Regions from separate parts of the Mus musculus genome. Here regions 1 and 2 are each linked to region 3. A link is a contact called in public promoter capture Hi-C data. All regions are on one chromosome and are shown on one strand. The core of a region is the stretch at or near the end of the contact, and the rest is flanking DNA. Distances in the headings are between cores, read along the strand shown.

What was found. Promoter capture Hi-C pulls out the DNA fragments that hold promoters and counts their contacts.
Region 1: a contact with region 3 is called in a promoter capture Hi-C map of liver, with 2.3 times the contacts expected there. The contact joins the promoter of Adprh here to the promoter of Nr1i2 in region 3. A contact is called at or near these places in 15 of 39 promoter capture datasets (the 3T3-L1 cell line, 3T3-L1-derived adipocytes, cranial neural crest and 9 more), 3 of 484 Hi-C or Micro-C datasets (embryonic stem cells, liver and nephron progenitors), 6 of 115 datasets of contacts at active chromatin or transcription factors (embryonic stem cells, hepatocytes and pancreatic cancer cells) and 3 of 9 other capture datasets (adipose tissue, liver and pancreatic islet).
Region 2: a promoter capture Hi-C map of liver shows a contact between it and region 3, with 6 times the contacts expected there. The contact joins the enhancer-like site here to the promoter of Nr1i2 in region 3. A contact is called at or near these places in 9 of 39 promoter capture datasets (3T3-L1-derived adipocytes, Sertoli cells, cranial neural crest and 4 more), 1 of 15 datasets of contacts at CTCF or cohesin (embryonic stem cells), 9 of 484 Hi-C or Micro-C datasets (the AML12 cell line, adipose-derived mesenchymal stem cells, bone marrow-derived macrophages and 4 more), 13 of 115 datasets of contacts at active chromatin or transcription factors (acute myeloid leukemia, bone marrow-derived macrophages, embryonic midbrain and 5 more) and 3 of 9 other capture datasets (adipose tissue, embryonic stem cells and liver).

Annotation. Positions count from the first base shown.
Region 1 is chr16:38,450,428-38,453,968 of GRCm38.p6, reverse strand. It overlaps Adprh (ADP-ribosylarginine hydrolase), which reads left to right and starts at 1,280. Exons shown (of 4, transcript NM_007414.3): 1 at 1,280-1,440; 2 at 3,486-3,541. The coding sequence starts at 3,528.
Region 2 is chr16:38,475,150-38,478,726 of GRCm38.p6, reverse strand. All of the region lies in intron 2 of Cd80 (CD80 antigen), which reads right to left. It also overlaps the pseudogene Gm8590. Among named protein-coding and RNA genes, the nearest start is that of Gm41453, 5.9 kb to the left of the region's middle. Within about 2 kb of position 2,171, at least 135 of the 459 cell types and tissues checked have an H3K27ac peak or open chromatin away from gene starts, as enhancers often do. A contact at or near this core is called in adipose tissue, bone marrow-derived macrophages, embryonic stem cells and 3 more, where this site is marked.
Region 3 is chr16:38,293,045-38,296,647 of GRCm38.p6, reverse strand. It overlaps Nr1i2 (nuclear receptor subfamily 1, group I, member 2), which reads left to right and starts at 1,824. Exons shown (of 9, transcript NM_010936.3): 1 at 1,824-2,130.

The DNA.
Region 1 (3,541 bases), core at 31-2,530, 160 kb before region 3:
GTTTGTGGACATTTGGAGTCACATTAGTAGTTGATAAAGCCAGTTTTTAAGAAAGGATATAAAATTCTATTTAAAAAATGACCCCATTGTTTTAAAATCATATGCATACCATAAAGACTGATATATGTATCAGGGGTAACATCTAGTTTCTATTTTTCTCTAAAATATCTTTAGATATAATATAGAAAAAATATTCTAAAAGATATAAACTAGGTGTGGTGTTGTAAGACTGAAATTCTAGCATTCTAAAGGTAGAGGCAGGAGGATCACGAGTTTGAGACCAGCCTAGTCTCAAAAAATAAATCAAAATTTAATTTTCCTTCATTCCTCTCTTTACTCGGAAAGCTTCTTGTTCCTCTTCTAATTATTTGCAATTTGATGCTTACCCTTCCAAGCAACACACACACATTTATTAAATATATTAACTTTCCTATGACTTATCAATTTATTTTTGCTTAATAAAAGTCCCTAAACTCCACGTGAACACCTCCTTTATTATTGTGATTAATAGATTTATTTACACAAGAATAGAGTCACCAACGCCAAAATTAATAGATGTTAAATGTTCAGTTCAAGTTTCCTTCCCAGATAAGTCTTTCCTTTTTTTCTGTTTTGAAGACATAGAAGAGGGGATGTGAGTTCTTGGGAGTAGGTCTGAAATTTTTGAGCAGACATGTTCTGATCTTAAGTCTAAGGAGTCAAAGCAGGATCTTTGATGTGCGTCAGGGTCACTGTATAGAAGCAGATACTCCATTTAAGCACAAGGCCCGATTTGTGCCTTTCCGGAGACGAGGCTGTACCGAGCTGGGTCGAGGGTACGGGGGAGTGTTCACTGGCACACGTTTATTCTCGGAACCTGACATCTGGGCTCAACGCCGCCATTGCCACCTTAGGGTTTTAACAAATCCAGAGTCATAATTTAGGGGAAAGAACCTTAAGAGTTCCCCTCTAAGCTCCCGTTTGAAACCCTTCTGTGGAGAGCACGCAGAACCACGGCTGAACGGACTAGGGTTAGAATCGGTGAGCCCAAGCCGCTCTGGGCGGTGGGTACCAGGCTCTGGGAGTCCAACGGTCCGCGGGGCAGAACCCTGGCAGGGCAGAACCCTGGCAGGGCGAGCACGAGGCTGGCCGGACACCACTCCACTCGGCCCACACGCAGCGCGGAGCGGTTCCCGAGCTGATGCGCAAGGCTTGGGCGCCCCCAGCACCGCCCCTTCCTCCTTCCGTCCAGTGCGGAGGACGCGGGAGGACGCAGCTCCGCCGGAAGCCGCTGTGCGCCAGCGACCCGCCCGGCCCGCGGCTCCGCCCCTGTTCGGCTTTTGGCTTGGGTGCCCACAGCAGGACTCCTGCGCCCGGTACCCCGCCTCCAGCTCGGGCAATCCTGCCCTCGGCTCTGGACCACCCCGATCCCGCCCCACGCTCTCAGCTCCGCCTCAGCAGGTACAGCCAGGAGTCCCCGAGCCACTCTCCTCTTACTGACCTTAGTACCCGCTCGGTCCCGCTCTCACCTCCAGACTGGTGCTAGGCCAGTGTCCTCAAAGTGGCCACCAAGACTTTCCTGAGTGCATCGCGGCCTCCCCTCCCCTCATCCCCTCTCCCTATTCCTCTTTCTACCCAGGCCAGGAAACCAATGGGAAATCCCGAAGTGTACTTCGGCTTTGATTGTATAGTTTGATGGCTTTGTCACCTGTGCCCGTTTAGAGTGGGTTAAGGAATAATGACTTCTGAAGGGTGGGTCTGGGCCAGGATGGATGCATGTGCCAAGGTGAAAAGGAATTTCAAAGAGAAAAGATACTGGCTACTTCCTCCGTAGGTTCCCACACTCTTCCATGGAGAGCTCAAAAAGGGAACCTGGAGCATTGGGAGGAGAAGGTGGGGGCGTTAGTCCTTAGTTCTCAGAGGTTAACAAAGCTAGGGCTTCGAAAACCTGGGCCAAAACAGGACCTCGGAGAACGAGGCCTTCCTCCCCCACAGATGGGAAACAGATGGGAAACTCCAGCGTGAGAGGATTGTTAGTGGTCACAGAGCTAACACAAGAGACTACAGAACTCTAGTTCCTAGCCGTTATTTATACATAAAACACACACACACAACACCACACACACACAACACACACACACACACACACACACACACACACACACATGTAATCAGGATCAAGCATGGAAAAGCCAGATCTTTACCCTTAACTGCTTCTCCAGGTCTCTGCTGGCCTGTGCCCTAGACCTGAGCAGTGTGACTAGATGGATGGTGGAGGTACCTGGGCTTGAACTAAACCTAAAATGGCGGTTAGAGGAAGAAAGACAGGTGGATGGGAAGAGCTTGGGCTGAGGGCAGGGGTGAGCTAGGTCTTTTTGCCCCTAAGAGTGTTTGCCCCTGTTCATGGGGAGGCTGGGTGCGTGGAGGGGGCAGACAGTGGAACACTGAATCACCACACGGAATGGGTGTCATGGAGCCCTGGCCTGAGTAGAGTAGAAAATGTGTACACCGGGAAGCCAGGGCTTTAGCAAGGATTTCATTTGTGGTGGGAATAGCATTTGCAGCCCGGCACTATAGAACTTTTACCATATAGAAGACAGACAAGGGGCTGGAGACATGGCTCAGCAGTTTGAGAGCACTGGCTGTTCTTCCAGAGGGGCTCAGGTTCAATTCCCAGCACCCACATGGCAGCTCACAGAGCCAGTTCCAGGGGGCCCAACACCCTCACACAGATACCAGTGAAGCCAAAAAACTAGAGTATGTAAATAAAACTGAATATAAACTAGAATATGTAAATAAAACTAAATCATTTAAAAATTTTTAAATATTGCTGGTAAAGGGAAAATTGCTTATAGAATTGGTTGTAGATGGATAATAAAAATAATCACAAAGTTGTGCTCACTATGTACTTTATGGAAATTCATTCATTCATTCATTCATCCCTCATTACACATCTGGGTTTTTCCATTATCACTTTACCTGAGCCCAAAGTTAAGGCCAGGGCCCAGACCATGTAATATGAAGCATTCTGGCGGCAGGGAACTAGGTCGGATTCCATGGTCTGTACCTATTGATTATGTAAACTTAGCTTCCATTTCCTCATCTGTAAACAGTTAGCTGTAGTGTCACTCTCCGCACAAAAGAGAGAGAGATCTTCCAAAGCGAATATCAGGTGATGGAGAAGATGGCAGGCCTGGCTTGACCTGTGGGTTTTAATGGGCTGGCCACTCCTCGAGAGACCACGACACAGCTGGAGACAAGCTTTGGAGTCGAGCTTTGGGCTGTGATAGAGTCCCAGCCCTCCCCGCTAGCTCTGTGGCCTGATTCAGTTCTCTTAATATTTACAGAGCTGCATTCTCTCCACGATGACTGACTTACTCTTGCTTAAGACCCTCGAGCAGCAAATCCCTCATAGAAGACGATCGAATGGGTTAGGCTTAAGGCAGGGCCTGTGGGGAGAGTGTAGATGTTTGTTTTCCGATTCATCTTCCTCTGCTCTTCTCCAGGAGTCTCCGTTGCCCCATAAGCCCGCCTGTGCCAAGCTCAGCATGGGTGGGGGGCT
Region 2 (3,577 bases), core at 922-3,421, 180 kb before region 3:
GATTTAGAAGGGTCAAGGACCGAGTGTGGTAGGACAGAAAGCTGAGACAGAAAGGTTGCTTGAGCTCTCCAAGTTTGGGGTCAGTCTGGAAAATAGAGTGAAGACCCTGTCTGCTAGAAAATAAAATAGCCGGGCTGAGTGGTGCAGGCCTTTAGTTCCATCACCAGCCAGGCTGAGTGGTGCAGGCCTTTAGTTCCATCACCGAGGAAGCAGAGGCAGGTGGATTTCCATGACTGAGGCCAGCCTGGTTTACATTGCTAGTTTCAGGCCAGCCACGGCCTTGCAGAGAGCCCCTGTCTCAAAAAAAAAAAAAAAAAAAAAAAAGATGATAGGTAAATAGATGGTAGATAGATAGATAGATAGATAGATAGATAGATAGATAGATAGATAGATACAATAGCACAAATGTGAAACCATTGATGTCTATAATCTTATCTTGTAAATAAATAGATTTGGGGAACTTGCAACCCTGTGGCAGAACTGTATCTGCAGTCACAGTCCCCAACACCAGAGCCCATCCTCACTCTCCCCTTCTCTCTCATCCCTCCCTTTCTTTCCTCCTGATGACTGGAAGAGCACCCGGGGCTCCTTCTATCTGTTTATTTAGTAAGGAACAAGTGTGAAGCCACCCTTCAACCTGAGAACCTGGAAACAGACAGGAGCCCACATGCGCCCACTCACATGGTCACGCTCTCCTGGACCTCCAGTTCTCAGCACTCATGCATCACCCTAAGTCCATGTTCAATGCCCCCTTGCTTCTTAAAAAAGTAAGGTTAGCCGCGCGTGGTGGACCACACCAGTAGGCAGGTATACTTTGGAGGCTGCAGTAGGAAGAGTATGATGTCAGCCTAGGCTATATAATGAGTTCGAAGCCACCCTTTCCCTTTCTTTCTTTCTTCCTTTCTTTCTTGCTTCCTTTCTTTCTTTCTTTCTTTCTTTCTTTTCTTTTCTTCTTCTTTTTTTTTTTTTTTTTTTTTTTTTTGTAATATAAGGCCATCTGTTCAAGTCCACCTTGGAAACCTGTAACAGATATTTAAATACTACATGAAAAGGCATCTTTAATATACTTTTTAAAAACATTTGAAGTAATCTGCTAAGAGTAAGTGTGTGTGTGTGTAAAAAAAAATTCATTCCCCTTTGAGTGCACTTTGACCTTTGAAGGAGGCAGGGTGGCAGGGAGGCAGGGAGGTCAAGTGGTTAGTGCTTCATCCAGGGGTAGGCTTCGATGGAGGCCTTGCTTCGGTCCCCATAGTCGTACAGGAGCTCCTCCCCAGCTGCGATGTCTCGGGTGGCGATGAGGATGAGGTGAGGCACGCCGTCGATGTCGTGCAGTTTGGTCTGGCAGTTCCCACACTTACTGTGATTGATGAGTCTCCCCAGGCAGTTCGTTTCTTGAGTGGCATCCACGCAGTAGGTTTTGCTCAGATACTGAAAATAGTACATGTAGCAGCCTGTGGAGGGGTCCTGTGCGTACAAGAGCCTCCCGCTTCTTGGCATCGGTAATTTCAATGAGGTTCCCATGGTATTCTACCACAAAGTATCCTCCGGGAAAACAGCTTGGTAGCGATCCCGCCCCTGCCTTTGCCATCAATTAGATGGATCTTCATGCCTTCTTCCTTCCCGCTCTCAGTCAGCTCGTCTATTTTCTTCCTTTCTTCAGACTGCAGCTCAGCTTTGCTCTTCCAGGAGCTCCTCCGCACAGGGTAGAAATCGGTGAATTTTCTATTCTGCTGGGTTTTCCCTTGAGACTTTTTCTGAGGGGCCTGCTTGCCCTTGAGGGGCTTTTTCAGGGTTTGCTTAGCGACTGCTACATTGGTAGAGTCACATGATGGGGGTGGAGTTTTTGGAGGTTCTGCTGCTTCGGATTTTTGGTTTGAAAAAGGCGCCAGGGGACCTCTCCTGGTGTCTTTGCTCTTCTGTTCATCTGACTTCACAGCGCTTCGGATAACGTTCCTGGCGTTCCTTTTCTCGCTTCCTGTAGATTCCAGCTAATGGTTTCCCCGGGCATTTGACCTCGTGATGGGCAACCGAGTTCTCTTCCTGAAGTGGAGAGCGCATTCCAGAGCACTTGTTAGGACTCATGTAGGCATAGATCTTTGGCTGCCCAGCAAACACGTTCTCCCCGTCGCTGCGGGAGGCCCCTCTGCTCCACCATCTCCGGGACCAGAGCAGCCGCCGCTGCTGCCGCCTCCACCGCGCGGGACTTGCACAGCTTCCTGCCTTGTGTTCTAGTGGCCTTCATCTTTAAGAAAAATGCCTAGGTAGGCAGGATTCCAGGCACTCTGGTGACTGCTTACTGCCTTGTGCTGTTGTGCGGTTGCTGTTAGGGATACTGGTGGTGTTAGGGCATGCGGCCAAAGATTTGTTGTATTTGTGCAAAGTCATAGATGCGAAGGACATCAGAAGGTACTCAGCTTCTGCCTTAGCTAGCATTAGGACCACACAACTAAGTCACTTCCCGAGTCTGGCCCTCTAATGTCTTAGTAGCTAAAATTCCAAAGCCTTGTTTTCCATGACCTACCCAAGGGACCTCCCAACCTCTACAATCCTCATTTTCTAAAAAAAAAAAAAAAAAAAAAAAAGGCTTGTACTCAGATCAAATATACAGTATTTAATCTGTAATCACAACCACTACATTTTATTAATTCCTTGCTACTCTGGCATTTTAAAGAGACAAGGAGGCTTCCTGGAGTTGATTTCATTTGTATATTTGACCTCCAGCAAGATGCTAAAGTAGACTTAGAGTCAAGTGTGGATACCTCCTGCCACTTGCTTCTCATGCTTAGACTTTAGGAATTTAGCTCCTCCCCTCTCCTGTGGCAGTCAGTTCCTCTACTCCAGTCCATACCCTGAGCTTTCGTTTTGGAAGTCTGAGTGCCACCGAGCTTGTATGAGCAGGGGTCAGTGACTATCAAGAGCAGCTCTTAAACAGAGATTTGCCCTGTGACTGTGGGCCACTCCCTTGCTTTTTAGTCTTGGTTTGTAGGCAGGTTAATAACCCATGCATTCCAGAGATGAAGGGATGGAAAGACACCACTTAGCACGGAGCCTGACACACAGGATATATTTAGGAAGACGCTCTCATTTAAATCAGGCTGTCAAGGAAACCTTCTGAAAATGCCCAGGGATACTGGGAGAAATGGGAGAAATGAGGGAAGAATACGGAGTATAGTTACCAGAAAAGGGAAAACCCTGAATTTGGTTGCAGAGGAAGTCATTGTAAACAACAACAACAACAACAATTCCTTGGTAGTGAAATCTCTCTGAGTTTGAGGCTAGACTCCAAGCCAGCCAAGGCTACATAGTGAGACCCTATCTCAAAACCCAAAACTAAAACAAAGGGGAAATTTAAAATGGGCCTTGTTCTTAAATAAAGTTGCATGTGTTCCTGACCTATTTATAGTTGGCATTATTATTTTCTACTTATTACCTTAATGCCACGCAATCAAACTACTACTTGGATAGTCAACATAAAAATTTTATTTTGTTTCTTCTAACCAGACATCATGGGCTTTTTAACCTGGAGTAACAAATCTGCAGGCCTAACGCTCTCAGTCACAACTCATGTTTGTTTTTT
Region 3 (3,603 bases), core at 575-3,074:
AGCAAGCCAGGGGGAGCAAGCCAGAGGGAGCCAGCCAGGGGAAACAAGTAACCCAGGAGGAGCAAACCAGAGGATGAAGCCAGTAAGCAGCATTCCTCCACGGATTCTGCCTCAAGTTCTTGCCTTGCTGGAGTTCTGATTTGATTTCCCTCAATGATGGATGGTGTCCTGGAAGAGCAAGTTAAATAAACCTTCCCTCCCCTAAGTTGCTTTTTTTTTTTTTTTTTTTTTTTTTTTTTGGTTTTTCGGGACAGGGTTTCTCTGTGTAGCTCTGGCTGTCCTGGAACTCATTTGTAGACCAGGCTGGCCTCGAACTCAGAAATCCGCCTGCCTCTGCCTCCCGAGTGCTAGGATTAAAGGCGTGTGCCACCACACCCGGCCCCTAAGTTGCTTTTGATCATGGTATTTATCACAGGAACAGAAAGAAAAGTAGGGCATATGTCCCCCCCAAACAACCACCACAACAGAACAAAAATAAAAACCAAAGAGGAGATCACCCCTCTGAGTCTACCCCATGGCACCTCTGTGCCCTGGAGGTCCTTGGACCACCCTGCTCCCTTCCTTTGGCTTCACCTGAACTTGCACCATTAGTGTGTCATGAATTTAGTTGGCTATCTGAGTTTTCCTTTTTCTTTTCTTTTTTTTTTTTAATTTATGGTTTTGTTTATGTTTTTATAAAATTGACCAAGGACGCTGACTGCCTAGGCTTGCCTCTGGTGGATGGTTCAGGAGCTCCTAGTGCTGGTTGCAGGGGAAGAAAGTTTGAGCAGAGGTCAGGACTCCAGTTTCTCCTCCTTTCCAGCCATGCGTGGGAGTGACTCAGGTCCTCTCTGGGCCTCCAGTCTGGGGTTCTTAGTAACTACCACAAACTGGGTGTTTAAACTGGCTTCCAAATAAAGCCCTACCCAGATAAATGTTGATGCCTGGCAGCCCTGCAGTCTTCTTATGCCACCTAGAGCTCAGGACAGCATCTGCAGAGGAAGAGAGACCAGACAATCCCTCAGGAACCGAAGAGCATTTCTCTCCTTTGGGAAGTTCCTCATTTGTCCTGGATTCCCTGTTTCTGCTGTAAATAACTTGCCATTTTTATAGGAGAGGTGAATAGAGACCTTTGTATGCCAGAAGAGCCCCGAGAGATGATAAAAGCTGTAATAATTTACCCGTGACCCCAGGACTTCTGGTGAGGTGCCCTGCCCATTCTGGAATCCTGCCCATTCATCTCAGTACAGAAAAAAAAAAGACCTGCTTCCACTCGTGGAAATAAGTGTCCCTTGTCAGGCTTCCCAGATATGCAAGCCCCCAGGGCCAAGGACACCCCGATGATGTCCTGCTACCCCAGAGCCCACTAGACAGGAAGCTTCTAGAAGGGTCCGAGAGAAGAGAAAACTCTCAGACAGTTCCTGGTAGTCCCAGCCAGCTTTCTGTCCTGTGGTTGGAACTGCAAGGTCATACCTGTCTCGAAGCTATTTCCTCCCTCTCTCTCATATCAACAAGCCAGTGTCATGTGTGTGGCCTTTTCCTTACTTTCACGTAAACTGCTTCTGTCCAGGAAATTAACTTAGGGAAAAAAAGTGTTAGGAGCTATAGATTCAAAGGCACTTTACCTCTAGAGGCAAAATCACCCTCAGAGAGGCAAACATTGGCCCAGAATTACTTAGAGCAAACACTTAAAACACACTTCCCCTCCCTTACATGTTTTACAGTGAAGACAACTATGAAAAAAATAGGAAGGGGATATAACAAGAGTAAATACGGTAATCTGGTCATTGCTAGCTCGGGTGCTGGACTTGGGACTTGGGAGTGCCAACTGGGGCCCCTTACTACATTGGACCTGGGGTGTACTGTGGGCAAGAACAAGTATGGTTCCTATGCCTGTGGACAACATAGCCTAAGGTTAGCTGAGGGTGAGAATCGGGGATAGATACTGCTCTTTTGTCTACTTGGATGGTCAGCCTCTCCCTAGGGGCCTGACCTTGGCTCATAGGAAACACTGAGGACTTAAGCTGAGATCTCCATGTGCAGCCAGGTAGCCACGGCAGGTGTGCTGAGCTCTGGGCAGAACCATCGTTCCTGATTCTTCAAGGTGGACCCCAAGGGGGAAATCCAACAAAAGCAGTGGCCCCCAGACAGGTATGATCTTTCCTTCTTTCTCTTTCTAAGAGTCAGATGCCCTCTGCCTCTGAACAGAAGGCTGAGGGGGATACAAATGAGGTCGGAGGTCAGCAATGTGAAGGAGTATGGAGGACAATGACACCTTTTTCTCTCCTCTTCTCCTTCCTGGGTCAAACAAAGCATGAAGACAGTTGTGGAGCCAAGGTGCTCTGCTACCTGGCCTACACTTGTGTTGCCAGGAAGCATCACAACAGAAGCCTTGTGTATGTGACATCGGGCATTAGATAGGCAGCCGAGCCCCTTCTGTGACAGGGTTGGAGTCCCTGACCTAGGAAACACCGCTGCTGAAGACCATGAGAATCAGGAACTATTAGCACTGGCTCCCAGAGCTTGTCAGGTTAGTGCTGGCAGCCCCCGGGGACATAGACAGCGGCAGGATGGTCACGAGGCCTCACATTCTCATTAGCGGTGTCTCAGTACACACTATATCCGTGTACAGTGGTCGGCTTTAGACTCTGTTTGTCAGAGTCATTCCCGTTATGTTCAGTACCCTAGGTCCCATCTCTGCTCCATACAACAGCCCGAGGCGCAGGCTAGAGACATGGCTTTAAGGCTCCTCCACATCCAGGAGCTACCTTAGGAGATGCCTTCAAGGCCACCAAACCTTCCCTCTGTGCTTCAGGTGTGGCATTGTCCCTTGCACGTGCATGACTGTTTTTCATTGCTGCCGGGAAGGCAAAGGACCACCACACAGATGAAAAGTGGCTGAATTATCTACACTGAGAGGAATCCTTGGTCTCTAATGACTTGGCCAGAGTCTAAAGTATTCCAAGTAAGGCCTCTGAAGCCTGGCTTACCCTGTTCATTAATAGACTTTTTTGAATACACAAAAATACTTGCTTAAAAATGCTTTATTTATATAATAAATGTAATCTAAACTGGGATCACCAAGTTATAGCTCATGGGCCAAATCTGGCCCATCAGCTATTTTTTTTTTTAATCAATAAAGTCGTACTAAAACACAAAGTCGTGAGGCTGGTTTTGCCCCATAACAGCGGAAGCAAATGGTTCTACATAGAAGATGTCGCCGACTCGTCTACAGGCAATCTGCCTGATGCTAAATGACTGGGAAATAAACACAGTCGACCACTGCAAAGCCAATTAGACTGGTTTTGTAGGTGGCCACTGTTTAAACTGTCAAGCGACTCATGACTGATTGCATGCTCAGTAAAATGCAGTGTAAATACAGCTAACTGCTTCTCCTAGTCCCTGTCTCCCACCAAAGCAACTGGCATGGTGTGTGTATACCAGACCACAGTCTTTGCATCTATGTCTGTGTTCACGTACAAACCAACCCAACTGCCATGTGATTTTTCCACCGTGCAGGACTTAGAGATCTTCCCCATCCACATAGAACCTTGCCCTGTTTAACTGCTTTAGGATTTAAGTGTTTATTTTTAAAGTTTTTGTTACAAGCATCTATTCAGTGTG